4 separate regions of the Mus musculus genome follow, and all the other regions are linked to region 3. Evidence: chromatin contacts called from public Hi-C data. All regions are on one chromosome and are shown on one strand. Each heading gives the region's core, a stretch centred on a gene start, on an enhancer-like site or on the middle of the called end of the contact. The rest is flanking DNA. Distances are from core to core; before and after follow the strand shown. Region 1 overlaps Pvt1 (Pvt1 oncogene). Region 2 has its middle 44 kb from the start of Gm41333. Region 3 has its middle 310 kb from the start of Pvt1. Region 4 has its middle 49 kb from the start of Gm22521.

Region 1 (2,878 bases), core at 227-2,726, 270 kb after region 3:
ATATATTTTTATAGTGTCACTAAAAATGAATCCCGAGGTAGAAAAAAGGAAAGGATCAAAAAGGTAGGTCCAGATCACAGAGGCAACTGTTGTACATCAGTTTGTGAAAAACTACTCACATGGCCATCCTTTTTGAAAGGCCCCAATGCTGGATGATGTCCTTAGAAAATGAATCATTCCTGGACACAAGAGAGTTCTGAAAGCTTCTATCAAAACCAGAAATCTGGTGGCATAGCCTATAACTGCACTAGGAAGACAGGGAAGGGGGGATCAGAAGGTTGGGAACAACCTTGTTCTACAGCAACACTCTATTAGAAATTTCCCCATCACCATCTGCCTTTATGCTACTATTCAAAATGCCCGCCTTCGAAGCGTGTCCATACCCAAAGCTCTTTCCAGCTCACTCATCACCTTCCATAGAAGGTAACAATGGCCTCCTAATCATCTCTCTAGTCATGAGGTTCCTGGTGAATTCAAAGGATGACTGTTTTCCATCTTGCCCTACAGATCTTTGAGGTCTAGCCCATCTGGCCCCAGTGGATAAGTGGTGGCTGAACACTGGACCACTTCCACAAGTGGCTCACATCAGCACTAACACATGGGTCATCAGCCTTACCTAGGAAGCCATAAAACAGACTCCTTCCCAAAGGATGGGTTAGGCTTTAGAACTAGCACTAGCCGGCAGAGGTGACTCCACCAAAGCCACATGAGCAGAGGAAAAGTTCTAGAGCCCAAACCCTTGCAGTATGTCCTGTGCTAGCACAACTATGCAACCAACCATCTTTCCACTCAGGGTCAGCTAGGGCTCTATCTCCAGTGCTACCGGACAGATACAGTATATACAGAGTCCTCCCTGCCAAGCTCCTAGCTGTTCCCTGCCCCCAACAGTTGAAAGCCCTCCTCTATCAGAGGCCAGATCGGGCCTCAGCATTCAGTCTCACCCCATAGAGAGCCTAGGCCTTCTAAAGACATTTTTATTTGTCTAAAGACATTTTACCTTGGGAGTTGGCTTCCTGCACTACAGGACAGCTGCCTTAAGAGGAAGACTCGAGGCAACCAGATTGGGTGGGGGTTTGGGGGAGGGGTGCTAAACTGAGTCAGGCAGGTCTGAGCATCAAATTCTAGATACTCTGATATTCTGACTTATGCTTCTCACTCTGCCTCTGAACTGGTATCATCTACTAGACCCCATTCCTTCAAACACCAAATGGGTATAAGGACAGTGAGATTTAATACACAAGAATTCTTCCACTTGTTCACTAAAAAAAAAAAAAAAAAAAAAAAAAAAAAAAAAAAAAAGATTGAATTCTCAAGGTAGCTTCAGGATGCTCCCAAAACACGCACGATACAAGAAAGTTGGCTGATCTTCCTGAGACGCACCTAGGGCCCAGGAATCTGCCCTACTTCACTCTTGCCCCAGCTTGCTTAATCACCGCCCTGGCTCCCTGCCTGTCAGCCAGCTGCTGACTTGAATTGAACTTTTGGATTCTGAATCCTAGCTGGCAGCCCGAGGTGTGTATCACTCCCTAGCCTACACACATAGGCCTAGAAAGGAATCAGGGTAAAAGAGTCCTTGAGGAGGACAGAGAGGGTCAAATGCCAGTGTGAACTGCCTTTAAATGCCCCAAGAGTCAGGACAGCCCATCTGGGTCCCACACAAGGGCTCACTGTTGAGTACACAGCTGTACCACTTGTGACTCAGAGAATGACTCAGCAGTCCACTAGAAGAGCATGCAGAAAAGCTTTTGAGTCACTTCTAGAAGGGGGGGGGGGGGGTGTGCCAAGCTACCAGCACAGCTCAGTCCAGAGGAATGCCCTCCCCTGCCAGCCTTGCCCACTGCCTGAGATTCATACACTCGGTATCCCAGCAGGGGCACGTGATGGGCCTGACACTGGGCCAGGCCAAATAGGCAGGGGCAACAAAAGTCCCATTTCCCGGCTGGGATGAGATCATTGTGAAGCGGGGGAGAAAGGAAGCAGGATCCAGGACCCAAGAAGGGGTGGGGATGGCCAGGAAGTCAGCAAGCATCCCTGCTAGGATAGAACAGGGAACAAAGGGGCAAAATAGAGCCTGGGCCCAAGGGCACAATGGGACCCCCAGTGTAAATTACTCTGAATGGCACACAGACTCAGAGAGTATCTTGTACCACCCCCATCCCCAACCTCCCACATTTCCCTCCTTCTTCATTCATCTTTATTTATTAGAACTCAACTTTGGTTACTCAGCCCAGCAAATACACCCCTACAGAAAGCTTCTGTCACAACCAGCTTGAGTCAAGATATACTGTGGAGACCTCTACATCAGCATGCCCCTCCCCTCCCGCAGAGTCCCTCTATTCTATTCCTTCTTTATGGGACCTGTGCAGCTCCTGCTGCAGCTCTTCCATACAGACTTCCAGGAGAAGTGAGAAACTTGCTTTCTTTCTCAGCAACCTCTAGGTTGGCAAAGTCACAAGAGCATTGCCCTACAAGCTGAAGAGCATGCTCTATATTAGAGCAAAGGCGGGCCAAGCCCCTGGAGGGATCACTATCAAAGAGCATCCAGGTCATTCACTTAAGGCTGGGCATGGTGGCCACATACCCTTGGCCCCAGTGTTTGAGAGGCAGAGGCAGGACAATCTTTGAGTTAGAGACTAGCCTGGCCTTCATAGCAAGCTCAAGGACAGCCAGGACTACTTAGAGACCCTGTCTCAAAAATAGAGAGAAAGAGAGAAAGAGAGAGAGAAAGAAAGGAAGGAAGGAAGGAAGGAAGGAAGGAAGGAAGGAAGGAAGGAAGGAAGGAAGGAAGGAAGAAAAAAGAGGGAGAGAGGGAGGGAGGGAGGGAGGGAGGGAGGGAGGGAGGGAGGGAGGGAGGGAGGGAGGGAGGAAGGGACCAGAA
Region 2 (3,245 bases), core at 734-3,233, 370 kb before region 3:
AGGGCATCTCCCCAGCCAGAATTATGGCTGGAATAGCCTGCTGGGTCCAGACACTCTGAACACAGAGTTCTTTCTCAGACTGGAGATCTTTGCTGGCCTTTCTTTCTCCATGGAACTTGGGAGGAAGAACAGGTCCTGGCCTTGCAAACTGCTATGTTTCTGTGGCTGAGTCATGTTGACCAGCTCCCAGAACAACTTGTGCCTGTGTTGTTAAAGCACAGAGGTCCTCAGGCGCCATGAAAGCCAGGCCTGCCTTTTTATCCGCCTGCCTACAAAGGCCAGGATCCCACACGTGGGACAGAATGTAAACACACTCCCCAAACCTCTATTTGCTCTCAAATTGGCCAATGTTTCCTGTCCACCCCTCAAACAGACTCCCACCTTCTATTCAGCTTCAAAGACTAAAAATGCAAATGAGAGAAGTCTTCAGGGGTGACTGGGACAGAGAAATTTTGAGCTATTTCCTGCGATTTTCAAGATTATTTCTTATAATTTTAGCAAAACATAAATAATATATATATACATACATATATATTTGCTTGGAAAAGCAGGGAAACATTAACATTGTATTAGTAATCGTATAAAATAGGACAGGAACCTAAAAATCACGTAAATAAACAATGGAAGGAGGCTTGTCATGTCAACAGGAAAGTGAATAGGGAAACTCATGACACAGGCATGTGTTGAAATATTCACAACTCCCAAGCCTGTTAGTTTTAATGACATGAGAAAGCTGGTTAACAGCTGGGAGTAGTGGCACACACCTTTGATCCCAGCACTCAGGAGGTAGAGGCAGATTGATCTCTGAGAGTCCCAGGCCAGCCTGATCTAGGAAGTGAATTGCAGCGCAATCAGAACCACATAGTGAGACTCTCTCATGAAAAATAAATACAAATAAATACATGAATTAATAATAAAAATAACAAACTGTTTATAACACATGAAAAAGTTTATGAAATTGAGCTTAGTGCAATTTTAATTATTAAGTACATGTGAAATATACTGCAAGATCATAGAGTTCTCTAGGGATTTTCATGTGTGTGTATGTGTGTACATATGTGTATATATATATATATATATATATATATATATATGCAAACATGCTTGTACAATAAATGATAAAGCTTGCTCATGTTAGAGCATGCTTTAAAATACAATAGCGTCACATTCAGGCTTTTTTTTTTTAAAGGAAGCTCTAAAACATGCAAACTTAATAAGAACCTGGATAATAAAGATTTTTCCTTCCTAAGTCTCCCAGATATAGGCATCATGTAGTCAACTAAACCAGAAGGAAGGTGAGTCAAGAGAGATGCATTAGCTGCAAAATTGGGGAAGGATATCATATAAAAAAAATTATAAAACTATTCCAGATTCTTAGTTATCCCACTAGCTCTGTCCCTAAACACTGTTGATCGTGACTAGCCTATCATTGCCCTCTGCTCCCCAGTCCATGCACTTGTAAGAAGGGGTTAATCACTCCTCCACCCATCTGTTGACTTATTCAAACACTTTCTCGGGGATCAGAGAAAAAGCACTGGCTGAAACAGATACTTGTCATGCCTTCTGGGTACTTGTGCTCTTTTATATTAAAAAAAAAAATCAAACACATAGGCTAGTGTTAGGAACATGAGGAACAATGGACAAGGTCAGAAGGTAGCATGAGCGTCAAGGTCCTTAGAGATGGCATCAGTAGGTAGGTCATTAGGTGAGAAAGAAAGTCCTACTGGTAGTCAATACTGGGCAGTGTCCCAGGGGAGGCAAGCCAGGAAGCACCAAAGTGCTGTAGCACGGGGTGGGGTGGGGGTGGGGGGTGGGGTGGGGGGTGGGGTGGGGGTGGGGGGGACATGGTTGCGCCAGCGGTGATGAAGCATAAACTTAGTGTTTTTCTCCTAAACTTTAACCAAGGTCCACCCCGCAGTCAGTCAGCAGGCTCAAAATGCTTTCAGAGCCCTTGAGAGCTAAAGTCCAAGGCCTCTGCCCAGGGAGTGAATTGATGGAATTTAAAGGCAGTGTCGCCTTGGAGCTTTGAAGGTCCGCTGAACAACTATTAGCTGATCCACTTGACAAACAGTGACGCAGTCACTATGTATGTTTGTGCCCAAGCAGGTGACGATTTTCTCTCCACTGACTCCAGTCAAGGACTTTCTGCTTCCAGATTGCAGGTTCCAGGTGACATTGGGCACACGGGATCAGGAGGGGAGTGGAACAGGTCATGCCCCAGGAAGGCAGCATGAAGCTGGACTCACCTGATGTTTTGAACAGCCCACTTAGCTTCAGTGTGGCAGGAACATATTCTTTTGAAGCCTAAAGAAAGTATGCTGATTCATCAGTTTCCAAACCCATGGGAAAAGAACCCATTGTTAAGCTTCTAATATATTTTCCCTAACCCCTACAAGGATAGCTATAGTTCAGGGAGATAAACTGGGATGAAGGTAAGGCAAAGCGAAGCAATTACTGCCATCCATAATTATAACCCATATCGTTTATTGTGTGCTAATAGCTGCATTTCCAAGCAGATGTTATTAATTAGTGAAATAACAAGGCAATTTGCATTCATCTCATTTCAGAGAAGAAATAAAACTACCTCCTCTAACCAAACATAGGTAATTCAGTTTTGTTGTTTTTCTTATAATACATGGGGAAACTGAGGCACAGAGACACTGGATTCTTTAAAAGCATCTTTACTTAAAGCTTCCTAGAAGGAAGATTATTATCATGGGTAGCAGTGTATATAGATAAAGTGGCAAGGTGCTGGCCCAGAAATCATGATAACGTGGAGACAGGGAGATTGGTTAGCCCAATCTGCCAATATCCACAGCAGTCATCATTCTGGGCCTCTGATCTAATCTCTCTGAGTTGTTTTCTTATCCAAAGCATAGGAACCATCAATCCCTGACCAATGTGATTGTTTTATAGAACAAATGCGGAACATACGTACCTTCACAGCAGATATAGTTTGTGAGATAAATGGACTCTGCTCAGAGTTTAGGAGGAGAAGTAGCATTTCAGAGGGGGATAGAAAGGCTGCACGTTAATCGACCTTATGGCTAGATAGTTCGAAGAATGTATCTGGGGCCACAGAAGCAGAAGGAAATTGAAATTATCTGAGAGAAAATATCACAAGACCAGCTGGAATTCTAGCATGAAGCATGAGTAAGGGACCCAGCAGAATCATTGTCCCTTAAAAGTATATAGGCAGAAGGAACTAGGGCAGAAGGAAGTGCATGTGGATTCAAACATTGTAT
Region 3 (3,311 bases), core at 594-3,093:
TTCTGCCAAGCTTTTTCTCATGATTCAAAGATCTCTCTGAAGTCTACATGACTCCTTCCGGGGAAGATTAACACATTGCATAGGAACTCCAGCAGACGGTTGGAGGCCAACACTGGTTACTAGTTAGATTAGGTTGACCAAGTCACTTAACCTCAGGAAGTTTTCTTGAATAAAATGTCTGTCCTACTAACACACCATGTTCTCAGAAGGTGACTACAATGTCACCACTTCCTAATTCTCTTCCCATCACAAGCTTTCTGGAGAGAGGCTTCCTCCTCTTCTAATCCTTCCCCTCACTGCTCTTCTGTCCCTACTCCATCCTGTTCTTCTTTTAAAACGGCGAAGATTCCCATGGGTATCAAGCAAACACAGCATATCAAGTTGCATTAAACCTATACACCTTCCCTCATATTAAGGCTAAATGAGGCAACCCAGTAGCAGGATAAGAGTCCCACAAATAGGAAAAAAAGAAAAAAAAACCCTGCTCACTCTATTAGGAGTCCCACAAGAAGATGGACTTGCACACTGTAATTGTGTGTGCAGACATATTTACAGGTCAGACCCATATAGACTACTCCCTGGTTAACAGTTCAATCTCTGTGTGCCTCTTTGAGCCCAGGATAGTTGATTCTGTGAGTTTTCTTGTGGTGTACTTGACCTTTTTGGATCCTACAATCCTCACCACCACCCTCCACACCCTGCCTCTTCTGCAGGGTTCCCAAGCTCTACCTAACGTTAGTCTGTGGTTTTCTAAATCTGTTTCCATCAATTGCTAGATGAAGCCTCTCTAATGACCTAATGACAATTGGGTGGGGCAACAATCTATGAGAATAGCAAATTATCATTAGGAATCATTTCATTGGTTTTGTGTGTGTGTAAGAGAGAGAGAGTTGTGCTTTGTTCTATCCTAGGTCTCTGGGCAATTCAGAATCCAGACTGGTTCCTGGCCCTCCAGGCAGAATCATGGATACAATCCCTCTCATGGCATGCATCTCTAGCTGGACTATTCATTGCTTAACCATTCCCACAATTTCTGCACCACCTTTTCTGTGGCATATCTTGTAAGCAGGACAAATTGTAGGTCAAAGGTTATATGGCTGGGTTGGTGTCACAATACTTCCACTAGACATCTTGCCTGGTTATAGGCAGGAGATGGCCAGTTCACAGCCTCAAGTTTATGGGAATGCCATTTACTTCATACCTGAGCAAGCTTGTAACTTCAGTTTAAGTCTAATAGTTTCACTATTAAAGGGAAGGGTAGTTCCTTCCATTGGATATGAGCCCAAAGGTAAGGGACAGAAAAGTCAGTCTGTATGTCCTTCAGCATTGTTCCCAATACTTACTAAGTGTTCTGTGTCTGTGAGTTGTTCGAACCCGAATCGTCCTTGGCTACCAGGAAAACCTGCAAACCTGGAAGCTACCTGAGTTTCAGAGACTAAAAAGATATTCCAAGCAAATTAATAAAGTTGACAATGGCACAATGGCAATGAGTTAAATATCCCTAATCTCTGAAATGACTGTCTATAAGGAAAAAAATTGAGATGTGACATCCGAAGCTCAAAATTGGGTAACTAGGCACTGCCAGTTTCTGGCTAAGCACCTCAAGCAACTTCAGTGTCATTTCAACAGAAGTTTTCTTGTCTATTCAATAGGGCGCAATCATATTGACTTCAAAGCAAATGAGCTATCAGCCTGTTCAGTGAGCCAGTTGTGAGAACCCAAGCAGCTACTTAAATATTTGTGTCCTTTTCAGAGCCGGGCCACAAAGGTGCCACTGCTGATAACCTGAGACCAACCAAATGCTCCTTGTCCTTTGTGCTGCTACTGGATTCGGTTGCATAATGAGCCCTCATTTCTGAGAAAGGCCAGGTCAAACCATTCAGGCTGTACTCCCAGCATTAGCGCACCCTCCATTCCAGGGAATGTCATTGGCCTGTGTCTCTAACAGCACAGCATTCCAAGAGAATCCTGTTTAACAAAAGCTGGATAGAACAACCAATAGCTGGAATGACGAAGTTCACTGACTACAGATCTTGAGACCTTGGCAATCCGTGTCACCCTCCTCTTTCTCGAAGAGGTCAGTTTCATCAGTTATTGGTTTTGTCTTGATAGAACTCAGAAAATCCCACAAGAACAAATCATAGGTTGTTTTTATCATTTTGTTCCATTTCACCTGTTTGCTTAGCAACCCTGGTAAAAAGCTTTGGGCAAACAGAAACCTTTTAATTCTACTGAGTCCTTACCCAGGACACTTTGGTTGCAGGAGTAACTGAAAAGGGCACCTTCCATTTAGACTTTTCTCATAAGTAAAGCTTCTTTAACATTCCTGTAATGATAAGATAAAATACCTATGACTTTTGCTCTAATAACAAAGAAATTAAAGAGTTTCTAACAGCTGTTTATTCACTCAAGTATGGACCAAATATTCATCAAACAATAGATATAGTTCTTAGCTGAATGTATAACAGAGATTAAAGTAGAATCCTTTTTTTATGGAGGGGAATCCAAATAGAACCTATTCCTCTTGTCCATGGGGAATGGATCCAGATATCCATCTGGACTGGAAACATTCCAGATAACACAAATACCTGATTGCCTAGTATTTGTCCAGTGAACATTGGCTCAATTTCAAGTGCAGATGCACTTACTGATGTAAATGTACAGAAAGAACAAACCTTTAGGAAAACATACAGCTACTTTTTTGTTATTTTTTTATTTACTCCATCAAAAAGAATTAGGACCCTGATGATAAAATAAATGATGGATTATCTAATTCTTTTAAATGCTGCACTATATTAGATACTTCTGTGTTTATTCATTCACTTCTTCAATTAACAATTGTTCATATGGGTATTCTGTGTGTTAGGTACTAAGACTACAGAAATCAAGAAACCCATCTCTTTGCCCTTCTAGACCTTTCATTCTCCTAGACCTAGATAATACCAGTGAAATGATGAGTTCTAGGATGTGAGAATGATGAGGAGAGAAGAAATGCAAATCTTTTGTAATGATTTTTTTATTTATTTTATATATATATATATGAGTGTACTGCGGCTGTCTTCAGACACATCAGAATAAGGCATCAGATCCCATTACGGATGGTTGTGAGCCACCATCTGGTGGCTGAGAATTGAACTCAGGACCTCTGGAAGAACAGTCAATGCTCTTAACGGCTAAGCCATCTCTCCAGCCCCAACAATGCAAATCTTAAAACCCAAGTGTCTCTGATTCTGCAGCATGTACTGGCACAGTTCCAAGTACTTATGCATTTATTTCCATTTATTTAGATAACTGCACGGCTCTAGGGATTA
Region 4 (3,244 bases), core at 668-3,167, 400 kb before region 3:
GTCACCTTGACTGCCTTCATTCAGTTGCAGTGTACAAGGTTTTTTGTTTGTTTGGTTGGTTGTTTGGTTGGTTTTTGTTTTTGTTTTTGTTCTTGTTTTTAATTCTTTCCATAGCATAAGTGGTTGGGTCATTGGGATATTTCCTTGTTTAACAGTGTAGATAAATATTTTTTTCAAATAATTCCAAATGTCATCTTTTGAAGAACTTAAAATCCTGGGTAGACACTGAATCCTCTGATTTCTTTAAACATATGCTAATGAGTGGATATACAAGGAAAGCATCCTAAGTCAGACCAGTGGTCCAAGCCACCAGTGCAGAGAGCTAGTGCTGACACGAAAGCTCTATTTGTCATTTGTACTCTTTAATAGCTAGCATCTTCAAAGGATTCAGCAACTGCCCAAGCAGGTTGAGATTGTCCTAATTATAACTGTAGCTCAAATATTCATTACTTGAGTACAGTCATTTTAGAATTTATTGGTGCATATTCATGTAGGGTTTTTTTCCATTCATATATATGTTAACTAAAAACTATGTAATGGGTGTTTTGGATTACAAAGAAATTTTTGGAGCATTGCATCCAGAGATTAAGATGGACCCACTGGCCCTCAAATTGACAAGGTTTAACAGACCATTTCCATGTGAACATGAGTAGGTTATGATAAAACATAAGTACAAGTATTATAGAATTACAATATAACTCACCAAGTTTCCCTGTTGAGGGAGAATTGCCTCAGGTGGGTACATCCCCTTTACACGAAGCCTTAAGAACACAAAACCAAAATATGCACTGATCCTACCCCTCGACCTCTAACCTGAAGGAGAGCCAGCATATTGAGCTCAACCTGCAGTAGTCAAATGATAGTGTGTCACAGGGGTAATTGTTTTGCTCATAGCCCTTTTATTTGATTTTATTCTCTTTTGTGAAGTACTACTGCAATAGCTAACTCAAACAAAATATACTGTTCTAATACAAGAAAGTCTCATTAAATGGTAAGTCATTCTTCCCCTTCCTTCTTTGTTTTCCTGTCTTCTTCCTTCTTCAAATAACACTACCCTGGTTCCAAGACCACAGACACAAGTCCTTTAGCTGTACTTCCTCCACTTCTACTGTTTTCCCCATCCTCCTCCTTTTTCTTTTCTCCTCTAAATATATGTTAACCCCACCCCTTGGTTCCAAGAACACCAGACCCATGTCCTGAAGTGGTTTGCCCTCATCCCTCCCTTTTTGTTTCTCCCCCCTTCTCCTTTTTCTTCTTGTTTTGTCATCAAGAAGCCAATAAAGCTAAGGTATATGTTGAATAAATTGGTTATCCTGTATTTAAACAAACTTCGTTACCCTTCTCTTACAAAAATAGTATCTACTGCTGTATTATATGTAAGAAATACAAGAACAGAGACTTAGCACAGTACATAGAATCCACTTCTGCATATAAGAGCCATAAGGTCAAATATACAAAATGGTGTTCATTATGCAATGAAAGTTCAAAAATCTCCTTTGTGTCTTGCAAAGAGGACGGGGGGGGGGGGGTCTTTAGAAATGATTCCTCCCATTGACGTTTTTTTCTAATGTAGACAAAAGTGTCTGAGGACACAGTTGTGCAGAGATCAAATGATTCTTAGAATAGCTTTCATAATCACTACTGTGAATGTAACCAATTTGTTTCTTTACTAATGAGGCTATTTTGAGTCCCCAGAAAATGGAGGAAGAAAATGTTTGCAGTGCCCATGAGAAGGCAAAGAGGGATTATTTGTTTGTTTGTTTTCCTCATTTTTGTGTTTAAGAAAGAAAGAAACCTGAACTTAGTGCAAGCAAACGCTGCCAAACAGAAACTTTCAGGCTATATTTGCAGAGTCCACATGAGATGACCTGACCCTTTCGTGCCCTGACCTTTCCCCATGTTATCACTCTCCAAGTTAAAAAAAAAAATACACAAAGTGATATTTACAGTTTTCTGTCACGCTATGATTCTGTGTGGCCACTTACTTTGTGGTAGCAGAAGATCTAGAATGCAGTCAAGGTTGTGATAAAAAGGGAAAAAGAATACAACTTAATACCTACAGAAGACCAATGGGTATGTTCTTTTCTATACTTTTAATTATTACAATAGTGTAGTAGGATGAGTCATCACTTATGTATCAAGAAATGAGAAAAGTTCATCTCAAACGGTACTTTAAATTTGGCTTCCTCATGGCAGAGTTTGCTGCAGCAATTTATATGGTGGAGTTCTATCAGGAAGTTCATCTGAGACTTGCCTCTGTATAAAAGAATGGAGCACAATTGGTGCTATGAAGGGGAAATGGGGAACTGGGGACATTAACTGAGGAAAGGATGGGAAAAGCAATGTAGTTGGAATGGGAAAGAGGAAAGAGAAATAACACCAAAAATGTTCAAAAACTATGTAAGGGATCATTTTAATGTTTCATAGAATTATACAGAATGTTTATAGATAGATGGATGGATGGATGGATAGATAGATAGATAGATAGATAGATAGACAGACAGACAGACAGACAGATACATAGATACATAGAGTTTTAGAAAGTCATTCCATTTGGAATGACACCCCCGCATATACATACAAATCCTGTGTATTCTCTAATAGAAAACCCAATGACCAGAGAAGAAAAACTACGAGAATCAAGAGACCCCCAAAACAATATAAGCTATTTTCAGTGTCCTAGATTGCCTGCCAGAAATTGAAAGTAAGGCCATATTCCTGAAGATACATACACTTCAACCATGGAACTGAGAAAAATCAAGCCTGGATCTGACCTGAAAGATTCTTTCCTGATGATGACTAGGTCTCATATTATCAGAAGGTGCTATGCAAGTTGTTGTTGGAGAGAAGCAATTGGTAGTCCTACACAAATGCAAAACCGGAATGCTTTCATAATCTGCAATGATGTCAAAACAGGAGAAATATTTACAGTGACAACAGTGGTAATTTTACCTTGGTGGTAACAAACATCTCTCGTGGACTTAAGACATATTCAACAAGAGGGAATTCATACAAAATATAGTAAATCTAGCCAAAAACCCATGAATTGCTGGAAAAGTCATAGATCTAAAACAAGAATCCATTACTGTCAATTTCCTTGCCAGTATAATTTTAACTGTTTCTAACTACCTATCTTTATACCAGAGATAAGAGTCACTTTCACCATTCATCTATTCCTCTTGTAACAGATCCAGAGTATTCTAGAGATATAATCAGTTGGCCAAGATGCAGAGAATAAACAACT

The links. A called contact is a pair of places that touch in the nucleus more often than the background predicts.
Region 1: a contact with region 3 is called in a Hi-C map of liver, with 2.8 times the contacts expected there. The contact joins two enhancer-like sites. A contact is called at or near these places in 1 of 15 datasets of contacts at CTCF or cohesin (the NIH/3T3 cell line), 3 of 484 Hi-C or Micro-C datasets (embryonic fibroblasts and liver) and 1 of 115 datasets of contacts at active chromatin or transcription factors (embryonic fibroblasts).
Region 2: a contact with region 3 is called in a Hi-C map of liver, with 3 times the contacts expected there. The contact joins two enhancer-like sites. A contact is called at or near these places in 1 of 39 promoter capture datasets (liver), 5 of 484 Hi-C or Micro-C datasets (B cells, embryonic fibroblasts, liver and 1 more) and 4 of 115 datasets of contacts at active chromatin or transcription factors (CD8 T cells, embryonic fibroblasts and liver).
Region 4: a Hi-C map of liver shows a contact between it and region 3, with 4 times the contacts expected there. The contact joins two enhancer-like sites. A contact is called at or near these places in 4 of 484 Hi-C or Micro-C datasets (all in liver) and 1 of 115 datasets of contacts at active chromatin or transcription factors (CD8 T cells).

What each region holds. Positions count from the first base shown.
Region 1 is chr15:62,078,404-62,081,281 of GRCm38.p6, reverse strand. All of the region lies in intron 1 of Pvt1 (Pvt1 oncogene), which reads right to left. Among named protein-coding and RNA genes, the nearest start is that of Pvt1, 42 kb to the right of the region's middle. Within about 2 kb of position 1,476, at least 192 of the 459 cell types and tissues checked have an H3K27ac peak or open chromatin away from gene starts, as enhancers often do. A contact at or near this core is called in liver, where this site is marked.
Region 2 is chr15:62,711,444-62,714,688 of GRCm38.p6, reverse strand. No RefSeq gene overlaps it. Among named protein-coding and RNA genes, the nearest start is that of Gm41333, 44 kb to the right of the region's middle. Within about 2 kb of position 1,983, at least 9 of the 459 cell types and tissues checked have an H3K27ac peak or open chromatin away from gene starts, as enhancers often do. A contact at or near this core is called in liver, where this site is marked.
Region 3 is chr15:62,344,608-62,347,918 of GRCm38.p6, reverse strand. No RefSeq gene overlaps it. Among named protein-coding and RNA genes, the nearest start is that of Pvt1, 310 kb to the right of the region's middle. Within about 2 kb of position 1,843, at least 3 of the 459 cell types and tissues checked have an H3K27ac peak or open chromatin away from gene starts, as enhancers often do. A contact at or near this core is called in liver, where this site is marked.
Region 4 is chr15:62,742,729-62,745,972 of GRCm38.p6, reverse strand. No RefSeq gene overlaps it. Among named protein-coding and RNA genes, the nearest start is that of Gm22521, 49 kb to the left of the region's middle. Within about 2 kb of position 1,917, at least 3 of the 459 cell types and tissues checked have an H3K27ac peak or open chromatin away from gene starts, as enhancers often do. A contact at or near this core is called in liver, where this site is marked.